Regions from separate parts of the Gossypium hirsutum genome. Here region 2 is linked to region 1. The links are chromatin contacts, called in public Hi-C maps. All regions are on one chromosome and are shown on one strand. Each heading gives the region's core, a stretch centred on a gene start, on an enhancer-like site or on the middle of the called end of the contact. The rest is flanking DNA. Distances are from core to core; before and after follow the strand shown.

What was found. Hi-C and Micro-C count contacts between places; a contact is called where the count stands out from the background.
Region 2: a Hi-C map of fibers shows a contact between it and region 1, with 2.5 times the contacts expected there. The contact joins the enhancer-like site here to the promoter of LOC107924917 in region 1. A contact is called at or near these places in 7 of 34 Hi-C or Micro-C datasets (anther, fibers, hypocotyl and 3 more).

Annotation. Positions count from the first base shown.
Region 1 is chrA02:100,933,202-100,935,994 of Gossypium_hirsutum_v2.1, forward strand. It overlaps LOC107924917 (pre-mRNA-splicing factor ISY1 homolog), which reads right to left and starts at 1,346. Exons shown (of 2, transcript XM_041082343.1): 1 at 1,021-1,346; 2 at 1-687. The coding sequence starts at 654. LOC107924898 reads right to left here. Exons shown (of 2, transcript XM_016855486.2): 2 at 2,164-2,408.
Region 2 is chrA02:101,007,703-101,010,402 of Gossypium_hirsutum_v2.1, forward strand. It overlaps the pseudogene LOC107924886. Among protein-coding and RNA genes, the nearest start is that of LOC107924874, 11 kb to the right of the region's middle. Within about 2 kb of position 1,414, at least 5 of the 9 cell types and tissues checked have an H3K27ac peak or open chromatin away from gene starts, as enhancers often do. A contact at or near this core is called in fibers, where this site is marked.

The sequences.
Region 1 (2,793 bases), core at 96-2,595:
AGCTCCCACGCTAACCACCTCCTTCGCCCCTCTCCTTGCCTCTCTTCTAATCTCCTCCACTCTCCGCCACTCCTCCTCAGCTTCAGCCCTCATCTTTGCCTCCGCTAGCCCCTCCACTCTAGCTAAAACTCCATCCTCTTCATCCCTATACCCATAATAACTTGCATCAATCCTCTTATAAATATCATATCTAGTTCTCCTCTTTCGCAACTCTGGCGGCTTCTCAAACAACTCCCTAACTCCCGGCAACTTCTTCGCGGCTCCAAAATACCGATACCCAGGGCCACGGCCGCTGGGGTTTGGAACATCCACTATGTTCCCTTCTAAATCCGTCATTTTAGGGGCGTGTTTGGTGTAATTCGGGCCACCGAGTTCAATGATGCGTCGTTCCCAGTGCGACTTCTCTCGTATAAGCTTATTGATCTCGTCATTAAGGTCGCGGAGTCGATGTTCCCCGAGGCCTTCATTCTGAATCTCAGCGACCTTGCGGCCGATCTCTCGCATGATTTGATGACGCCATTTGTCGGCCTCAGCAAGGTCACGGCACTCAGAGGCGAGGAAAGGGCGGCGTTCTTTGGGCTTCTTTTTTTCCTCGGCTTTTAGGGCTATGAATCGATTGAGCATCGACTGGGCTTTCTCTTCGTTTCGAGCCATATTGTGATTTGTGATTGAGGGTTTCGGAAAGCTCTAGCTTTTGAGAAAGTTTAGCAAATGAGAGTCAGAAAAGCTTTAACCGCTTAATCTCCAAATAAATAACTCAGGGCAGACAGAAAAAGGAACAATGTAAAAATTGCTAATTAAGTTCCTCGGTTTTCTTGGCAACCAAACAGAAGTTAAAGTAACAATAGTTACATGAAAAAATAAGAAACAAATTTACCATTAAATGTGCACAACAGATTAGAAAAAAACTGAAAAAATATGAAGTTAAGGCCAAAATTTCTCTCGAGCTTATCATTGAAATGCCTCCATTTACCAAAAGAAAATCAAATTTAATGAAAAATAAAGGATTTTGAAATTCACCTGCCCTGAAACGTGAGCTGAAAGTGAGACGTCTTAAAACTTGAAAAGTTTCAGAAAGAAATGGCAAGTTTGCTCGCTTGATCCGTATTAAAATTATAAAGTCTCCAGCGGGTGTGTGGTGAATTGATAGTGACTGCCTGACTGGTGAACGATGATGGTGGTGGCCGGTGGGTGTTGGAGTGTAGAAGGAAAAGTTATTTTGTTAGGGATTTAGAAATTAGCTGTTAGGCATTAGAAATTGGGGGAGTCGGCTGAAGAGGAAAAGAAAAGAAAGGGTGAGCAGGCATGTGATTCGGCCGGGCCTGGACTAAAGTTCTTTTATCCGAGTACCGGTTCATTTAAAAAATGGACATGTTTTTATTAAAATTTATTTTTTTAATCTATATTTTTACTTAATTTTTTTTAATTTTAGGCCAATTTTTAGACTTAAACGGGTGAATTGATTTATGATTAGGTCTAAGCAGAATTAAAACCTTAGACGAATTGAAATTAAGAGATGATAAACCAGCAAAAAAGAGAGAAGGAAAGAGAGACCTCCAAATCTATATTTGTAACTTTGTTATGATTTTGATAGCTCGTGCAAGGCATATGTCTGATATTTCAATTTCTTTGTAAGAATTTTATCTCTATATTTCAATTTGTTAAAATTTAGTCATTGTACCGGACCTAAAATTGGTAAGTTCATCCAATCTTTTGCTAATGTTATTAATCTTTATTAATTCCTTGTACATAAATTATTGAATTACTAATTTTTACTAATTCCAATGCTAATTTTTAAGACTAAGTCAACATTTTACGTCAAAGTTTAACTATGTTATCTTATTCAATTATTTTAAGTTTTTGTAAAATAAAATTCTGACAAAAAAAAACAGAAATTCTCAATTTTTATAAATTAAAAAAGGAAAAAGTTATAATTAAACCTTTTTTTTCTTTAACAATTTTTTCCCCTTAATAGTGATCCAACCCCAGTCTTAATCATCAAGCTCTTAGGTGAGAATCATGATCCCCTTGCAAAACAAATTTCTAAGCTTCTACACGAGAAGAGACTTAGAAAAAATTTAAGAGACCCTTAGTAGGAGGGACTAGATAAAATTCAAGACATCCCTAGTATGATTAATACAGTAAAAGAAAAGCAGGCGTCAATAATTCAAGCTATCAGATTATTATAGCAAGCAAGTCCTCAAAGAGGAAGCAATAATTGTAAGTTGCTGCCTATGCTTGGATCACAACACATCATGCTAGTTTCAATGTTAAACCGGAAAATATGGCATTGCTCAATTTCAATGTTGAATAATTCTTGTTTTGAGACTCATTGCCATCAGAGAAAATCACACTACATTGCAGCTGTAATTGATCATCAGTTTCACTGAGTGAAGTTTGTCCCTTGCCTACTGCAGCCACAAAAGATCTAGTGAGAAAAACATTCATTAGAACAAAGGAGGCATAGAAATTGGCAGGTTGTTGATACAGGTTCCTAGCAATTAATATAGTAAATATACTTTCAAGATACCTACATCATATACTCGCCAGACCAATTCTTACTACACCAAAATATACCCTGCTCATGTTCATTTTTACGGGTAAGTATATGTGCAATACTTGGATTGTTAACTGTCGAGCAAATTTTTACTATCAAATAAAAATAGATGTCTAATCCACACAGGCACACATGCAATGCGAGCCCACATACACAGGATGATATTCGAATATATCACAAATAGGAAGTCAGATTGAACAAGAAGATGCCAATCCTACAAAAACTTAAACATGCCA
Region 2 (2,700 bases), core at 164-2,663, 75 kb after region 1:
AATAGTACAAATTGGCAACCATCATTCTAGCCAACACGCAAACATCCCTTGTGACCTCAGGAGTTACCTTTGGGTTGCCTGCATGATAAATCAAGAAAATGCTGAAACACTCTAAAATATATTTGAGTAAAGAAACAAAGTAAGAACAAAAACCTCTGTTTCCGGCTTTAGAGTTTTAAACTTCATGGTGTTCATTCTAGTTAATTAACAGTACAGAAAGTTACAATCCAACATTGATAACTAAGTTATAAAAAATTTTACCTTACCTCGGAAGGATATAGGCTTGTCAAAGAAACCATTTAGCACCAAAAGCACACACGATAGTCAAACAAGATAAACATCTTACCTCCTGATGCTTATAATTCTCTTCATCTTCTTCCTTATCACGAATTCTTCCAAGTTCCATTGCCTCTCTCTTAAATTCCAACTCCAACTCATCTAATGTTTGAAGGAAGGCATGGTATTCAAACTGATTGCCAGATTGCAAATTAGATCCCCGTCTCTCAGTATCCCATCCCTCAGTTCTATAAGCTCTCATGTTTCGATTATGACCATCGTAGGAATTAAATGAGTTGCCACCATAAGGTAAATGGCCTGGGGATTTAGAGTGGCTCGAGCGACTTCTAGCTCCATCATTACCATAATGGTAAGCATTTGATTCAAATGCGCAAAGATCAGCTTTTAACTAGACACAATATCTTATATTCACAAAGTGCACCCATCCGTTGCAATCCACAAATGCATTCAGTAATTGACACAATTAACAGTTGTGGATTAAATATGTCAACTGTGAAGTAAAACTGATAAAGGCTAGGTCGTTTACATGATAACCATTTCAGTTCAAAACAAAAGGCCAAATGGTTGTGGAACTATAAGTAATTATATGAATAAATTTACCCCTGGAATCTTCTTTGTTTCATAAATTTCCAACAAAAAATAAAGCTAAACTATAACTAATTCTATGAACAAAGAAGAAATAAGAGAAGAAAGAGAAACATAAAAAAATCAACTGAGAAACAGGAGAAACGTAGAAAGAAATCAAGACTACGACGGACTTGGAGTAAAGTTACTGAGATGATTTTACAGATCACGAGAAAGCAAAGCACATTCCTCTTCTTCTGTTCAACAGTCTTCACGCCTCAGTACCAGTAAAAAGGGAAAAGAGTGCAAAAACAAATTCGAAAAAAAAAATCAAAACTGAGTAAATTTCAAGCAGGAGAAATGAGGAATGAAATAATAATAAGCACTGTGATCAAATCTGTAATGAAGAAAAATGGGTTCATCAGAAAAGACAAACCAAAGTTAAACATCAGAAAACATAGCACCCTTTCCCCATATCAATTTTTTTCGTTCTTACCTTCGAGAAAGGAAGATGAACGCTAGTATAGATTTTGACAATTAAAGACAAAGATGGGTAAAAGCTTTGATGAACACCGATGTCTGGTATTGAGAATCAGTGTTGGCTAACGACAAGCAGAAGATCAATTGTCAAGGATGGGGGAAGGGGAAGGGGAAGCAGAAAATCAGTGTTGGCTTCTAATTTTCCTGAAAATGTCTTACCGAATTAGAAATGGTAAGACATTTTCCAAAATTAAGGGGTTTTTTTCCCGTGTTTTGTAATTGATTTTCCCTTGGGAAAATATTTTCAACCAAACAAACAATGGAAAAGGCTGAAAAGCTTTTCCGAAAAATGTTTTACTTCCAAACAAACAGACCCTAAATGGTTTTTTTTTTGCGATTGTGTAACTGAGTGTGTTTTTAATAAGTTCTAAATCTTGTTGTCTGCCAGTACGTCCGTTTTGAACGTACTAACTGTTTCTATATAACTCTGTAAGTATGTTTCGCTTCTGAACTACTTATGGTTTTCCGTACTTGGTTCTGTAGTTAGATAGTTTTGATCTCACACTGAGCTCATGTAGCTCACCCCCTCTTCTGTTTCCCTTTCAAGTACAATTCTGGATTCTGTTGATGGGTTCAGTACGCAGAGGTCTCGGACAGTCTCGCAAACAAATAAATTATAAATTTTGTTTTTCGTTACAATTTGGTTATTTGATTAACTTTGAATTGTAAGGCTTTATAATACTGTGGTACAGTTTCCGTTTTAGATCTTCATGCATATGTTTATTTTGTGTTTTATATTAAGTCTTACTGTAAATTTTGTTGACTGATTATTAAATGGTTTTAAATACTTGTGGTTCACTAAGAAGAGTTGTTTTGTAAAATTTTCCTACGATCACTTCGGTGATCAATGTAGCATTCCAAATTCAGTCTAGACTTCTATGCCAGGTTTGGGGTGTTACATAATTGATGGGATTGAGGAGTTGCGGAGCTAAGCAAAAGAGTTCCAAGAGATTAAGGCTTGGTAAAGATATAGTTACACGTTTTAGAGATGTTAATCGAGCATTGTTGAACTAAGATACGCCACTTGTTTGAATTATCCGGTGGGTGATATGCATGAAATTGAATGTTTAATTCTATTTAATTGAGGCTTAATTTATGTTAATAAATTCAATTGAAAGTGTATAAATATGTATGATATTTAATTGTAGCTAAATCGAGTTTAATTGGCCATTAAAATACTCAAAATCAGGTTTAAAATTAATTTTTCGCATAAAAAAATGCAGTGGACTTTTTGGGGTTTGAATTTTGGTCTTTTTAAATTGGTTCTCTAGTTCATTTAAATTACAAATTAGTCTTGCA